5 separate regions of the Mus musculus genome follow, and regions 1, 2, 3 and 5 are each linked to region 4. A link is a contact called in public HiChIP or PLAC-seq, capture Hi-C and promoter capture Hi-C data. All regions are on one chromosome and are shown on one strand. Each heading gives the region's core, a stretch centred on a gene start, on an enhancer-like site or on the middle of the called end of the contact. The rest is flanking DNA. Distances are from core to core; before and after follow the strand shown.

Region 1 (2,700 bases), core at 172-2,671, 1.3 Mb before region 4:
AGCCAAGTGCCCAGCCCTCCTAACTCTCAAGCTCCAAAGCCAGGCTCTAGCAGTTAGTAGCAAAATTGCAAAAATGGAAATGCGTCTAAACTGTTTCTCTGTGTAGCCCTGGCCGTCCTGGAACTCGCCTGCCTCTGCCTCCCAAGTGCTGGGATTAAAGGCGTGAGCTACCACGCCCGGCTGTTTTTTGTTTGTTTGTTGTTTTTTAAGATTTTTTTTTTTTTTTTTTTTTTTTACAAATACACTGTAGCTGTCTTCAGACACACCAGAAGAGGGCATCAGATCCCATTACAGATGCTTGTGAGTAACCATGTGGTTGCTGGGAACTGAATTCAGGACCTCTGGAGTAGTAGTCAGTAATCCTAACCGCTGAGCCATCTCTCCAGCCCTAAACTGTTTTTTGTTTTTGTTTTTAAAAAAGCAAACTAGTTTCTTTTTTACACTACTCAGCACACTCGTTGTGCACATTCATTTGTGTGTATAGGTCACAAGACAACTTGGAGGAGTTGGTTCATTTTCCACCACGTAGGTCCAAGAAATTGAACTCTACACTTTGGGCTTCGTAGCCTTTTCCTACTGAGCCATCTCGATGACCTACTTTTGCTATTACAGTTAAATCAAGATCTGTAAAAATGGAGCCCTTTTAAAAGCTCTGCGGGCTATTTAAAAGTACATCCCTAGGCGTCCTTGTACTTACTCAGCCTGTGGCAGAGTCCGGTGAATTATTTTGTTTTCCTAAAAAGTTTTGCGTTTCACACGTCATGAGAAAACTTTAAAAGTACTGCTAGGGCTGGATATGATGGCACTCAGCACAGCACTCTAAGCAGGCAGATAATCTTGGGAGTTTGAGGCCAGCCTGGAAGTATACATTGTGAGTCCCAGGCTACCCGGAGCTATATAGTAGCCCTTGTCTCAAAACAAAAAGGGATCACTAGTAGGTAGAAAGCAGTAGTAATTGGGAAACTGAAAATGTGTACAGAAATGGTGTTAGAAATAAGTCAGAGGAGTAGTGAACGCTGAGTATGTGGCTTACTACCGAGCTAAGCCCTCTATCCAAAAACGATCTTGTCCCCGGTTTAAGGATTATGTCGACTTTGAGGTCGAAATCGGTTGCATGGAATAGTAACGAAGCACTGGCAAACTGTAGCCCCATAAGTGTTCCGTAGATCCAATTATCTCCGTCAACCTCCTAGAACCGGGCACAAGTAAGGGACCAGTAACCACCCAGGTGACAAAACGCTCTCTTGCCGGGCGAAAGCCTCCAGGCGTTCATTCTGCTATAAAATGCCCCGCTCTCCCTCATCCCCACCCCCCACCCCCACCCCCACCTGCAAGCACGCGGGCCTCCTACGTCCCTCCCCCTTCCCCTTGGGTCTATCTTCCGCTTCGTGTCACTTTCCCTTCCGGGTCAGGACCTCAGCAATTTCCAGTCTTGCGTACTGTGCTCGGAACGCGGCAGTGCCCCGCCCTCACCCCGTTGCCAGGGCGTCCGGCTGCCCCGAGCCGGCAAGGTCGGCCAGGAGAGGAGGTGTGGTGTCCCGGGCCGGCTGGGACTTGCACGCAGCCGGGCCGGCGGGACTACAGGATGGGCTGAGGCGGCGGTGGTTCTCAGGACGAGGTCGACAGCGCGGCGAGACGGGCCACTCGGGTTGGGGCTGCACAGACTGCGTGTTTGAGGAGAGGGCAGGACGTATGGGTGACTAGTGCTGAGGTGGGAGTCCCCACGCTTGGTGGACCGTGGCTCCTAACAAGGGACCCGCAGTGTTGTTAGCGGGACTTTTTAGTTTGGCTTCCATTGTTCCTGAAAGGGGACCTCAAATTGTAAATCCCGTATTCTAAAAGGATGCCTGAGTTAAACGCATATCAGACCTCTTTTATTTCTCAATCCCGGTCTACACAAAATGCTAGATTAATGAAGGACATCCTGCGTTCTGGTGAAAGTTGGAGCTTCTTAGACAATTTAAGAGTTCCCTCGAGCAGGCTCTGCTGTAGCCGGCACTCCTAGTTTTTGTTCTTATATCCGAAAGTAGGGGATTATCTCTAAGCATTATAGAGCTTGTATAATTGAAAGTGTGAACGTTTAACGTTTTCTTTCTTTATTTCTGTGAAGTAGAAGCCAGGCTTGAAAATGGAGATGTATGAAACCCTTGGAAAAGTGGGAGAGGGAAGTTATGGAACGGTCATGAAATGCAAACATAAGGACACTGGGCGAATAGTGGCCATTAAGATTTTCTATGAGAAACCAGAAAAATCTGTCAACAAAATTGCAACGAGAGAAATAAAGTTTCTAAAGGTTTGCTTCTTTTGCCTTTTATTATATATATTTTTTCTTGTTTTCCCATTGGGACCTATCTTGCTATGCAGCCCAGGCTGTCTTGAAATGCTTTATTTTTTTCCAGGGCTAAGATTTACAGGCCTACATTGAAACACCCATCTTCTTTTTCCTTGATTATTTAAGTCAAAAGAGAAATTGTTATGGGATAAAAATAAAATATATGAAAGAATGTTTCCATTAACAGATAAACTAAGACCTGTCATAGAGAAACCCTCATTGTCTACAATCTGTACTTTTTTATTGATATAAGATTGTGTGCTTGTGTATAACAATTATGCTAGTATTGTAAAATCATTCAAAACTATTCAAGTATAATACTTAGTAAGGATGTCTGCTTTGTACAAGGGATTGTGGAAAACGATGAG
Region 2 (2,700 bases), core at 6-2,505, 1.1 Mb after region 4:
AATATAAAAAAGTCTTGTAACATGAGACTTTGTAACATGTTGTAACAGCTCAACATGCTGACCAGTGATAAATTATTAACGATATAAAAATATCCTGCTAATTTTTCTTTTATTCTTTTGTTTTGTTTTCTTGTTTTGTTTTTTCGAGACAGGATCTTTCTGTGTAGCCCTGGCTGTCCTGGAACTCACTCTGTAGACCAGGCTGACCTTGAACTCAGAAATCTGCCTGCCTCTGCCTCCCAAGTACTGGGATTAAAGACGTGTGCCACCACTGCCCGGCATTTTTTCTTTTTCCCATGTAAATAAGGGCTACTTATTTATTTTTTTTCAACTGCAGATCAGCTGACAACTTCTTAAAGATTTGGTTCCTATGTCTAGCTAAGTGAAATTCTCAAGCGTCTTTGTCTACCCTTGCAAACATACACCAGTATTTCCCCACATTCATCCACATTTCTCAGAGAACTTCATTCCACTGTACGAAATCCCTCATCCTGGTAAACGGATGACGAATTTGATCTGAACACTGATGGTTTGATAAGACTGGAAGGATGTTCGTGAGCTGTATTTTCCGTTTTGAGAGCAGTCTTGCCATTTGGTAACAATGTTACAGTTCCTCCTTTCCTCATACCCAGATATTAAAGATATACAGCTTTGTTTCATGGAAGTTCTGATTGTCTCTCTTAGACATTTTGCTAAACTTCTTGTTTGGTGATGAGGATCAAACCCAGGGCCTCTAACTACTGAGCTCTTTAACCGCAGTCTTTCAAATTCTAAATACTTAGCATAAAGGGTTAGATATTTTTAGATAGATGTCTTTTTTTTTTTTTTTTTTTTTTTTTTTTTTTTACGGCTGCTTGCCTCTCTTGGTTTTGCTTGTGATCTTTTTGGTTACCAAGGAGATCGAGCCTGAGCCCCCAGTCGCTAGATCTTCCTAGAGACTAAGTGCGGGCGTCAATGGAAACCGCACCTCAAGTCACAGACCTAGGTCTCCTCCTAGAGCCCTAGCAGTTTGGGAGGGTCAGAGGCGGGCCTGGGTCCCAGAGGCTTTCTCTTGCCACCCAGCCGCGCGCGCCCTCGCACGCCCCGCCCCGTGAGAGGCCGCGTGACGGACCCGTGAGCCAGCCAATGGCAGGCGGCCCCGCCTCCCCACCCCCACCCCGCCCCCCGCTCAGTTTGCTGCCACGTGATACGGCTCGTCGCCAGCCAATCGCCGCGACCTCAATCTCGCGCTCCGCCCCGCGCGCCGTGGCCGTTTGAAGTGACTAATTTCTGTCATATGACTGAGGCGCCCATGGGGGTGGCGGGGTGGCGGTAGGAGCGGGGGGCCTCCTGCGAGCTCCCAGCCGAGCGACCCCAGTCTTGCGGCGGCCAGCATGGCCCCCACCCTGTTCCAGAAGCTCTTCAGCAAGCGGAGCGGATTAGGCGCGCCGGGACGAGACGCCCGCGACCCGGACTGCGCGTTCAGGTGAGGCGTCGCGGGCCCCCGAGGGGTCGCGGCCTCGGGCGGGGCGTGCGGTCCCCTGCCCTCTTCGCTAGGCTGTTTATGCCCCGCCCGCGCCACGCGCCGCGTCCCCAGCCCCAGCACGGCGGCCTCGGGAGGCTGTCGGTCCGCACGCTGCCCGGGCTGCGACCTCACCGCAGGCCTCCGGGGCCCGGCCGGGAGCTGCTGTCTCCCTGTGATCCGCAGCCCTCGGGTGGCTTTGTGCAGACTGTCGCGCGTTCGGCCAACCTGCGGAGCACTGAGGAGGCTGGAGGAGCGAGTGGGCAGGCTGGCGGTCTGTCAGGCTTCTTGGAAACTAAAATTGGAGCTGTGCAGTTCTCTTGCCGAGCGACCTTAGTGTTATCGAAGGAGAAATGCGAAACCGAAGTGGTTAGGGTTACTACTGACCAGACTCGAGGAGGACTTGCGGTAGAACTTACTGTCGAATTTTCTTTCCCTTCTTACACCTGTTACTGAAAAGGAGTTTCTTGCAAATGGAAAACGGTAGCTGTGTGTGTGTGTGTGTGTGTGTGTGTGTGTGTTTGTTTGTGATTGCATGCTTTGTTTCTTTCTGATTGCAGTACCTGTTGCTGGTACAGTAACTTTTTAGAATTGTCAGATATATAGAAGCTTAGCTCAATGGTTAAATTCAGCCGTGGAATTGTATTTGAAGAAGATATTGTTTTGTCTTCCATAATGCGCTATGGAAACTTTCGCATGTAACTAGGCCAAATGTCACATATCAGACAAACTTGGCTGTATGGCCGAGAACTCAGTTGTACAGTAATAGTAAAAGGGAAACAGTGTCAAATTTTGCAGCAAGCCCAAGTATCAGATGACTGCACTACATAAGTCTTAGAGGCTTTAATATTTTTCAAATTATCCACGCTGTCAATAATACAGATCCCATCAGGAAACAATGTGTGAGATTGAATATCAAATGGCAAGTAATTTAACTGATATTTAATGGGAGAAAAAGGTCAGTTACCGTTTTGGAAACAAGCTTAACAAAAGAATTTTCATGGCAGTGGCTTTTCTTCGTAATGGGAAGTAAATGTCTTGTGCCGTAGTCATCTGACAGTTGTTTTTCCTTTGAAAAGCGAAAGTGCAGATAACACCAGATAATACACCGGGACACCTAGGAAAACCAGAGACCCGGGAAGCAGCCTCTGGAGAGAGATTTAAAAGATAACATTTGAATAGACCACTGTTTCTATTTC
Region 3 (2,700 bases), core at 150-2,649, 1.6 Mb before region 4:
TCTATACTACACCCAGCTGTCCCAGCTAGGGGTCACCTTCCACTAGTATACTCTGCTGTCTACGTAGCCTGCCCAGCCCCCCATGCTTGTTTCTCCCAAGGGCAAGGTTGAGAGGGATGGAACTTAACCCCCCTCCCAGAGATCCCTCCTGCCCGCCCTGGGGAAAGAGGTAAGAAGAAGAAATAGTGGAAGTGGCGCAGGTTTAGGGACTCTTGAGCTCAGGAAACTGCTAGAGGCGGTGTCGGGAACTAGCTGGTCGCTTTCATTCAGTCTTGCACATACACACCCACACGCAGCCAGTCGGCAGAGAAGCCCTGCTTGTGAGAGCCTGGGAGGAGGCTCATCTCTAGGTCCAGGAGGGCCTCCCGCCTCTGCTCCCGCCCAAGGACAACCATTCCCAATCTGTATCTTTGGGTTGGGTATGTCCCAAGCTCCCATCTTAATACTGAGATACCTTAAGAGTCCTGGTCCTTACTTTTGTCAAAGGCTAAAGTCAGGACTGGAACAGAGTCCCAGACCTTGGGACGTCCCCTGTTCGCAGGTCCCCAGGTGAGGACCAGACACAGTAGGGGGCTGAGGCAGGAAGAGGGTACCCTGAGGGTGAGGGCAGGTGAGTGGTGTCCCCGGGAAGGCGGCAGAGAAGACAGGTTGGACATCCCGGTGGAACTGCGCCCAGGAAGGCTGTGGAGGAAGCAAGGGATCCCAGAACTACCGGAGGCCCTCCTAGCTACCCAGGGGGCGGGGTGGGGTGCACGTCTCCCGCCCGCCGTCTGTGGGGCCTGCTTAGAGCTGGTGCAGGGGGCGGAGGCCGAGGTCAGACTCCTGCGCCAAGGGCGCCTGCCCCTCCTAGCTGCGGCGTGGGGATCGGGGCGATGCTCCACGGAAAATGCATTTACAGGTCAGCCTCGTGCGCGGGAGCAGAGGACACCGGGGCGCGCACAGCATCCTGCCAACCCCCGCCGGGTGTCCGAGAACGACCTCAGCGACCCGCCCTACCCACTTACCATGCTGGCTCCGTGAATCCTAGGGCGCGCTGCAGTCCCCAGCTCGGTCTCGAACCTTTCTCTTCCCAGGCTCTTCGGGAACGCGCGGGAGCCGGATCGGCGGGCAAAGGACGCACTGGGCGACACTCGTCCGCTGGCCCCAGAGACGGAGGGAAAACCCGGCCTGACTCACCCGCGCGGCGCGAGCCCCAGCGCCCAGCCCGGCCCCCGGATGTGGGGGGCGGGAACCGGCACCGCCCCCGAGCGACCTGAGCCCCGCCCGGGCTCGCGGGTGCTGCGGGGCCGGGACCCCACCGCTAGCCGCGCATGGTGCAGCGGCCACCGCGATGCGTGCTCGTTCGCTCGCTCACGTGCAGCAGCTCTGCAGACCCCAGCCCGGACGAGGCTCTAGAGCGCGCGCCGCACTGCTTGCTGCTCCTCCTTCTCCTCCTCCTCCAACTCGGGCCTCGCCCGCCTCACCCGGTTTCCTTCCAGAACCAGCTTCCAAACTGGCTTGCTGGGATGGGTTGGTCAGGTCTCTGCCGCCTCTTTCTCAGGTAAGCGCCACTTTCCTCGTTTGAGAATAAACCCAAGACGCGCTCTAAGAGCCGAAGAGGTGTAGTAGGCGTCTACAGTAGTTAGCCGCTGGACTTTTATTTTGGAGGGAGGTTGATTTACCTGTGCAGCCTTCTAGGGGCGGCAGGTTCAGATGCCTTTAGGGGCCAGACTGATAGTGTAAATGAGTCATATGGGTTGGGTAAGCCAGTAGCGGGGACGGAAACCGAAGGCTGGACACTCAGACACGTTCAAGAGTAAGAAGTTGGAACACCTTTTCTTCCTTAAAAAGTTAAACATAGATGTGGGGTGGGGTGGGGTGGGGTGGGGTGGGGTGGTAAGGGTTGTGTATGGAGAGATGGTTCAGTGGTTAAGAGTACTTGCTGCTCTAGCAGAGGACCCGGTTTTGGTTCCCAGCAACCACGTGGTTGCTCACAATCCTTTGCAGCTCCAGTTCCAGGGTATGGAACGCCCCCCCCCTCACCCCCACCCCCGGCCCCTGGGGGCATTACTCGCACTGGGTGCACATTTACTCACGCTGGCACATACACGTAATTTTGTTGTTGTTGTTTTTAAGATAAAAAAAAAAAACCAAACCAGTAAGTTAAACAGATTCATGATAGCATTTCCACTCCTGGGTATATGACTAAAGAAATCAGGTATGCCAACAAGTGCTTGCACTCAGATGATCATAGCAATCCTGTGTATAACAGTCAAAAGAAGGACACAGGTCAAACCCTCCAGCAATTAGTGAAAGGATAAACAGTGTGGTCCAACCATACAGTGGAATATTACTTACCACAGAAAAGGCATAGTGCCATTTCATGCTACAACTCAAACCTCTAACAAGTGATGGTAAGTCAAAGAAACCCAGCAGAGACCATGTGTGAACCTTTATGGACAGAATGCAGGCTAGTGCTAGAAGCCACAGGGAGGGAGAAATGAGGATGATCCTTGCAAGTTATCGGGTTTTGTCCTGGAATCAGGTGGTGGTGACAGCACTTTCCTTTTACATTGTCTTACAGAGGGCTGGGGTGTGACTCAGTAGGAGAGCATTCTCTCAGAGGCTGCTTGAGGCCCTGGGTTCAATTCCCAGTACCTTAAGTTAAAATGGATAATTTTGTATCAGGCAAGTCAACTTCATTTAAACAACAAAACATTA
Region 4 (2,700 bases), core at 6-2,505:
ATGAAAATTTTAGGTCATCCTGGGCTAAATGTGGGGGAAAAAATCCTACATATATCTAAAAAGTAGACTCCCTTTTACTCCAGCAAGCTCTGAGTGAGTCTTTTTTTTTTTTTTTTTTTTTTTTGCAGATTTGTCTATACTGGTCCCATAACTTCATGTAAGTTCTAGAAGTCAAACAGAGCCCTTGAGTCATGCATTAACAATTGTGGCAACCTTCCGGCTGGAATTCATTAGCATGAAAAACTAACGCTGTTAAGGAATAGGTGAGCAGCCTGGGTAAGGAATGACCCAACCTAACTCAATATCCAAAAACGAATGAAGGGAGTTAAAACGCTATCAAGAAAAGCATGGACTTTATTCAGGGCCTGCCGTGGGTACTCAGACTCCACATCTTCCGGGCGCCACCCCGCCCCCACTCACGTGGGACTCAGAGCGCTTCCCAGTCCCGAGGCCACAATCTTGCAAGTTAACTTTTATTAAATGCTCGCCGTGGGCCGAGTTTGAACCTCTATTGGATTCGACGAGCTCAGCAAGCCCTGGACCTCGTTTCAGACCGAACCACCCAAACCCTCCCCCCCCCCAAAAAAGGAGGTGAGAGCGGTCGGTCCATCCCACGGTCTCAGGCCCGCCTTCTCTTTCAGTTCCTGCTCCTGCCCTCCGCCGATCAGAGTACCGGCTCAAAGCCTTCGTTTGGCCCGCGCGAAAGGGCCTCGTGCCTGGCGCAGGCCCAGGATCCGAAGCAGGTGGCAGCCGCGGGCGACCCGGCACTCGGCGGGGGTCTCCTGCGGACCCTCGCCCGGAAAGCGAGGCGACCCCGCCAGCCAAGCCCCACTTACGGCGTGCAGCGGTCGCTATACTCGTTAGCGATCGTCTCGATGCCGCCGGCGCGGGCCACAGCGACATAGCAGCTCTGAAAGCCCAGGTCTATGCCCACCACCGACATGGCGCCGGCTACTGCTCCGGCTCGGGCCCAGGGCCGGCCGCCGACACTGCACACGGAACCCGGCGGGGTTGGCGCGTGGAAGAGGGCGAGCCGCGTGGGCCGGTGGAGCGCCGCGGCTGGGCGGGCGAAGCCGGACGACCGTCCGCTAGGAGGCTTGGGGCTTGGAGAAAGACGGGGGCCTCTACCGCTCGGGCCGCGGCTCCGGCTCCACGGCCGCAGAGGAGGCGCCGGTCGCGGAGGCGGAGAAGATCTCGAAGGCTCTCGTTGCAACAGGAGCAAGGTTGCAGCGCGAGAACTGCGCTGAAACGAAACGTTCTCGCGAGACCCCGGCTCAGACGCTTTTCCTCCCAAGGCTCCTCCCGTCTGACGAAGTCTGGCGTCACGTCCTGGCACAGGAACCGTGAAAGGAAGTGGGGGGACGGAAGCGGTCCGACGCGAAGTGGGCCACTGAGCCTGCGCGGAGAAGCCCCCCACAATCCTCCCTGAGCTGCAGGGCGCCTCCCATCCAGAAGTCAGGCGAGCGGGAGTGAGACAGTTCTTCGGGGAGCTGCATTGAACCCACTTCCGCCGTGCTCGTCACCGCGGAGGGACTTCCGGCAGTGACTTTGCAGGCTCTCTGCAGGGTTTTTTTTTTTTTTTTTAAGGCCCCACAGTGAACTCGAGTTAATCCTGCTAAGGGCGCTAAGGGTTTCAGCTCGGCTCTACGTAAAACTCAGTATTAAAACCAAGCGCTAACTAAAAGAATCCGAAGCCACGCTTCCACCTACTTTTAACCACTCACTTCCCGTGATCAGACGAGGGACCTTTCAGTCCTAGGTGTTTTCCCTGAGCTGGACACAAGGGTCCAAATCACATGCTCCGTGGAGTGGGAGGTCTAAGACCAGTGTCACGTTTATGTGAATGCTAACACATTATTATATAGAGTAGGTGGGGAGGGGACAGAATGTCCTGCAGGACAGTCCTCAAGGATGACCTTGAAATTCGGAAGCTCTTTTCTCCTTAGTGCTGGGACCCACTTACAGCCATGCCCCCACCCTGCGTTAAACTAAAGAATCTGAAACTATAGTGACCACTACGTTAGCCAGTTGCGGAAAGCTGGAGGGGAACCAGCTTCAACGCGTTTCTGATTATTACCAACCCAGAGTGCAGGAGGAAGATCCTAAGTTTCCCGGTTTCTGGCTGTTTTGTGGCTGAGGATATAGAGTACAGTGCTAGAACACTTGCAGGCTCAGGGCCTTGGACTGGATCCCCAACACCACAAAACTGAAAGGATTTTTAAATTTCACTTATTTGTCACCTCTTGTTCATAGGTGCCTAACGGTGTCCAACACAGTAAACCGTGCGGGAGAGATGGCTCCACAGTTAATACGTGCTGTGAAACCATACAGACTGGGGTTTGAATCCCAATCTCGATCTGTCATCGAGAACCTAGCAGGACAAAGACAAGAGGTTAACTGGAGGGGCTCCCTGACTAGCAGCCTAGTCCAAAAACTAGAGCTCCAGTTTCAGAGAGAGACCCTGCCTCCAAAAACTACATCAGAGAGCAACAGGGGATATCTGTTCTCCCTCAAGCCTCTGTGCAGCACATGGCCGCCCTCACAGAACATGGCCGCCCTCACAGCACTTCTACACGTGGATGCACGCGCGCACACACACTCTGGATTATCACCATCAGGAGAGAGCAAAGAGTTTCTAGTCAAAGGTAATAAGTGAGGGTTAATAGCCTAAAGCCCCCAGCACCTGAGAAACTCCCTTCG
Region 5 (2,700 bases), core at 129-2,628, 1.2 Mb before region 4:
AAGTATGTATGGAGGCGTCTAGAAGAGTAGATCTCAGGTACTTTCTTCGGGAACTCTAGTGGGAGGTACCCACTAGAGAAAGCAGAATTGGTCAAGCCAGTTCCCCTGGCCAAGCAGGTTGTCCTTGATAAAGGAGGATTTTCATCCCTGCCATTTGTGGATGGGGCCACTGAGGTCCTCTTGTAGCTTGTGGGTCAGGGTGTCTTCTGATGCTCTGAGCTGTGTCTTCTCCGGTGTGTGACAGGCTTGACTGTTCCCCACAGTATAGCTAGGTCAGCTCTTGCCTTGACCTTCATGGATAACCATCCTTTGGCTTCTCTCCCAGACTCTGGAGGGGAGCAGTGTATGACTTCCATCCATTCCATTCATTTCCAGCCAGGAACATTCAAGCTCCACCAGGGCAGTAGCCCCTTTCTGTCTGCATGACCCCTTTGTCCCCTAAGCATGGGATCTGGTCAACAGTTGATGCTCTGTAGAGCCAAGTATCTCTGTGAATGCAGACAGTGCAATGTGAACACGTTTCACAAGCCTCAGAAGAGATTTATAACCAGGTCGAAGGCTGATCCTTAAGAATATCAGCTTCCTTTACAGAACACACGGTAGCTGCTTCTACCAGTACCAGAACACAGCCCTGGCTTGTTCCTCTAGAATGTAGGACAAGATTATTTCCAGTGGGCACAGGTCTCGGAGAAAAGTGCACACCAGAGGTGTTGAAGGCCACAGGAGAGGAAGCAAGGCTTAGGAAGAGGCCAGGATCGAAGGCCCACTTCGGCCCCGCCTTCGTGCAGGGACAGGTGTGTGCTGGGGGTGTAAGGTGCGCGGGCGACACATCCCAGCAGGTACACCTTCCTTCGCCCACGAATGACCTAATTATAGGAGCCTGCAACGGCCAGAGGTGGGGAAGGTCACTCCAGGCAACCTGCCACTAGGCTTGTCCCCAAAGGTGTGTGACTCCCTTGTGGTTCCCAGGGCTGCTGGACTAAGCGCCTTAGGGTTGCCTTTAGTCATCAGGCTGGCAGAGCCCAGACCACATCTGAGAGGTATCACCCAGAGGCCTTCCAGAAACACCAGGTCACAAGGAATAAAAACCTCGCCTACACGGACTGCTCATGCGCCGAGACCGCGCAGGCGCCCTGCGGAGCCTGGGACGCCAGGATTAACCAGCACTGCGCTTGCTCGGACTCGCTTCTTCCCTTCCCCCGCCGCCCTCCCAGCGGGAGGACCACGCCCCAAGAGCGAAGCCACTTCCTTCGGCAGCCAACTCCGCTGCGCTTGCGCCCCGGCTCCACGGTGCGCAGCTCTGGGTCCCGGCCCCACTCCGTCGCCCTCCCCGCGGCTCCCTGACGCTGGCGTGACGTCACCACGCCGGGCGGCCGCCATTACAGAAAGCCGAGTCCCGAGCTAGGGCGAGCGGAGGAGGAGGCACAGCGGCCGGCGGCCGAGCACTGCGGAGCGAGCCAGCGGGCCGGCGCCAGCGCCCAGCAGCCGCCTGGGGCCGCAGAAAGCACCCCGGGAGAGCGGCGGCGGCGTGTGCGTGTGGCCCGGGTGCGGGCGGCGGCGCGGGAGCAGCGCGGAGCGGCAGCCGGTTCGGGCGGGCGGCATCATGGACGAGAAGTTGTTCACCAAGGAGCTGGACCAGTGGATCGAGCAGCTGAACGAGTGCAAGCAGCTCTCCGAGTCCCAGGTCAAGAGCCTCTGCGAGAAGGTGAGCTGCTCTCGGCCGCGGGTGCGGCCTCTGCCCGGGCCCGCCTATCAGGAGGCCGCGGGGACGGTGCAACATGGCGGCACGGAGGCCAGACCCCCGAACCTAGCAGCCCGGCGCCCGGCGCTGCCTGCGGCGACTCGCGAGGGACCCGGCGCCCCCCGCCTCCCGCGCGCTGATTGGATGGCGCCGCCACCGCGGCCTAAAATGGCGCCGCGCGCCGGACTCCGGGCTTCGGAGCCTCCGGGCCGAACCCGGCCCGACCCTGGGAAGTGGGGCGGCCGGGACCCTCGGTGGCCCGGCGAGGGACTGGCTGGGCTTTGCGCCCGGGAACGGGTTCCGGACTCATGGAGTCAAAGCATTGCGCTTGCACTCGGGCTTGCTTCGTGGAGCGGGCGCTGCCCACAGGGTCCCCCACAGCAGGGCTTGTAGGCCAGACCCCAGCGCCTATGGAAAGGTCACCTCGCTTTCCTGTCGGTCTCCACGCCTCGGCTTCCCCGGAGCCCTGTTTAAAGTGTGTGTTTAACGATTATGAAGGGAGTCGCTAACCCAGTTCCTACGAAGGTCATAGTGGTAGTTTGAAGGGAGGAATATAAAGTTTTCTTAGTTGGACAAATGGAGGATTTGGTGAGTCATACTACAACGAAGAGCTTTGGGATTGGAAATACAGTGTCACATTAATTTATGATGTATATGCTGACTCAAATTGGGTAGTGTGAAACCCTTCTGTGTGTAACGTACTTGGCGTGGAGCCATTTATTTTTGAATGAGCAACATAAACGGGAAGAGAGTCAAATTTTTTATCCTCTCTGGTTGCAAAAGTTTCTTGGATTGTATTTTTGTGGCTACAATCAGCAGTAGAAATCCCCGTGTTGACCGATTTCTCTATTTCAGACATGGAACTGAGTCCACTCCTTGAAGTGATAACTCGGTATCTCAGGTTATCTCATTCCATTGGTTTTCTCCAAGAATTGGGGAAGCAAGTTGTTCATGTTGTA

The links. Promoter capture Hi-C pulls out the DNA fragments that hold promoters and counts their contacts. HiChIP or PLAC-seq counts read pairs in DNA pulled down with a chosen protein or histone mark. Capture Hi-C pulls out chosen DNA fragments and counts their contacts.
Region 1: an H3K27ac HiChIP or PLAC-seq map of embryonic stem cells shows a contact between it and region 4, with 3 times the contacts expected there. The contact joins the promoter of Cdkl3 here to the promoter of Hspa4 in region 4. A contact is called at or near these places in 3 of 39 promoter capture datasets (the C10 cell line, embryonic stem cells and neural stem cells), 1 of 484 Hi-C or Micro-C datasets (embryonic stem cells), 16 of 115 datasets of contacts at active chromatin or transcription factors (astrocytes, bone marrow-derived dendritic cells, embryonic forebrain and 7 more) and 2 of 9 other capture datasets (adipose tissue and embryonic stem cells).
Region 2: a promoter capture Hi-C map of pre-B cells shows a contact between it and region 4, with 5 times the contacts expected there. The contact joins the promoter of Fnip1 here to the promoter of Hspa4 in region 4. A contact is called at or near these places in 2 of 39 promoter capture datasets (liver and pre-B cells) and 1 of 9 other capture datasets (adipose tissue).
Region 3: a contact with region 4 is called in a capture Hi-C map of macrophages, with 17 times the contacts expected there. The contact joins the promoter of N4bp3 here to the promoter of Hspa4 in region 4. A contact is called at or near these places in 3 of 115 datasets of contacts at active chromatin or transcription factors (bone marrow-derived dendritic cells, large pre-B cells and pancreatic cancer cells) and 1 of 9 other capture datasets (macrophages).
Region 5: an H3K27ac HiChIP or PLAC-seq map of microglia shows a contact between it and region 4, with 15 times the contacts expected there. The contact joins the promoter of Ppp2ca here to the promoter of Hspa4 in region 4. A contact is called at or near these places in 1 of 39 promoter capture datasets (embryonic stem cells), 2 of 484 Hi-C or Micro-C datasets (B cells and embryonic stem cells), 11 of 115 datasets of contacts at active chromatin or transcription factors (the NIH/3T3 cell line, astrocytes, embryonic forebrain and 8 more) and 1 of 9 other capture datasets (liver).

Annotation. Positions count from the first base shown.
Region 1 is chr11:52,002,800-52,005,499 of GRCm38.p6, forward strand. It overlaps Cdkl3 (cyclin-dependent kinase-like 3), which reads left to right and starts at 1,422. Exons shown (of 14, transcript NM_001166654.1): 1 at 1,422-1,711; 2 at 2,114-2,293. The coding sequence starts at 2,129. It also overlaps a transcript of Ube2b not described here.
Region 2 is chr11:54,436,924-54,439,623 of GRCm38.p6, forward strand. It overlaps Fnip1 (folliculin interacting protein 1), which reads left to right and starts at 1,256. Exons shown (of 18, transcript NM_173753.4): 1 at 1,256-1,465. The coding sequence starts at 1,374. It overlaps LOC115487771 (a long non-coding RNA gene), which reads left to right and starts at 1,472. Exons shown (of 2, transcript XR_003949675.1): 1 at 1,472-1,984.
Region 3 is chr11:51,649,674-51,652,373 of GRCm38.p6, forward strand. It overlaps N4bp3 (NEDD4 binding protein 3), which reads right to left and starts at 1,400. Exons shown (of 5, transcript NM_145974.3): 1 at 1,005-1,400. It overlaps D930048N14Rik (RIKEN cDNA D930048N14 gene), which reads left to right and starts at 1,281. Exons shown (of 4, transcript NR_027958.1): 1 at 1,281-1,540. It overlaps Gm30058 (a long non-coding RNA gene), which reads right to left. Exons shown (of 2, transcript XR_388627.1): 2 at 2,417-2,700.
Region 4 is chr11:53,299,224-53,301,923 of GRCm38.p6, forward strand. It overlaps Hspa4 (heat shock protein 4), which reads right to left and starts at 1,256. Exons shown (of 19, transcript NM_008300.3): 1 at 837-1,256. The coding sequence starts at 943.
Region 5 is chr11:52,097,446-52,100,145 of GRCm38.p6, forward strand. Ppp2ca (protein phosphatase 2 (formerly 2A), catalytic subunit, alpha isoform) reads left to right here and starts at 1,379. Exons shown (of 7, transcript NM_019411.4): 1 at 1,379-1,705. The coding sequence starts at 1,604.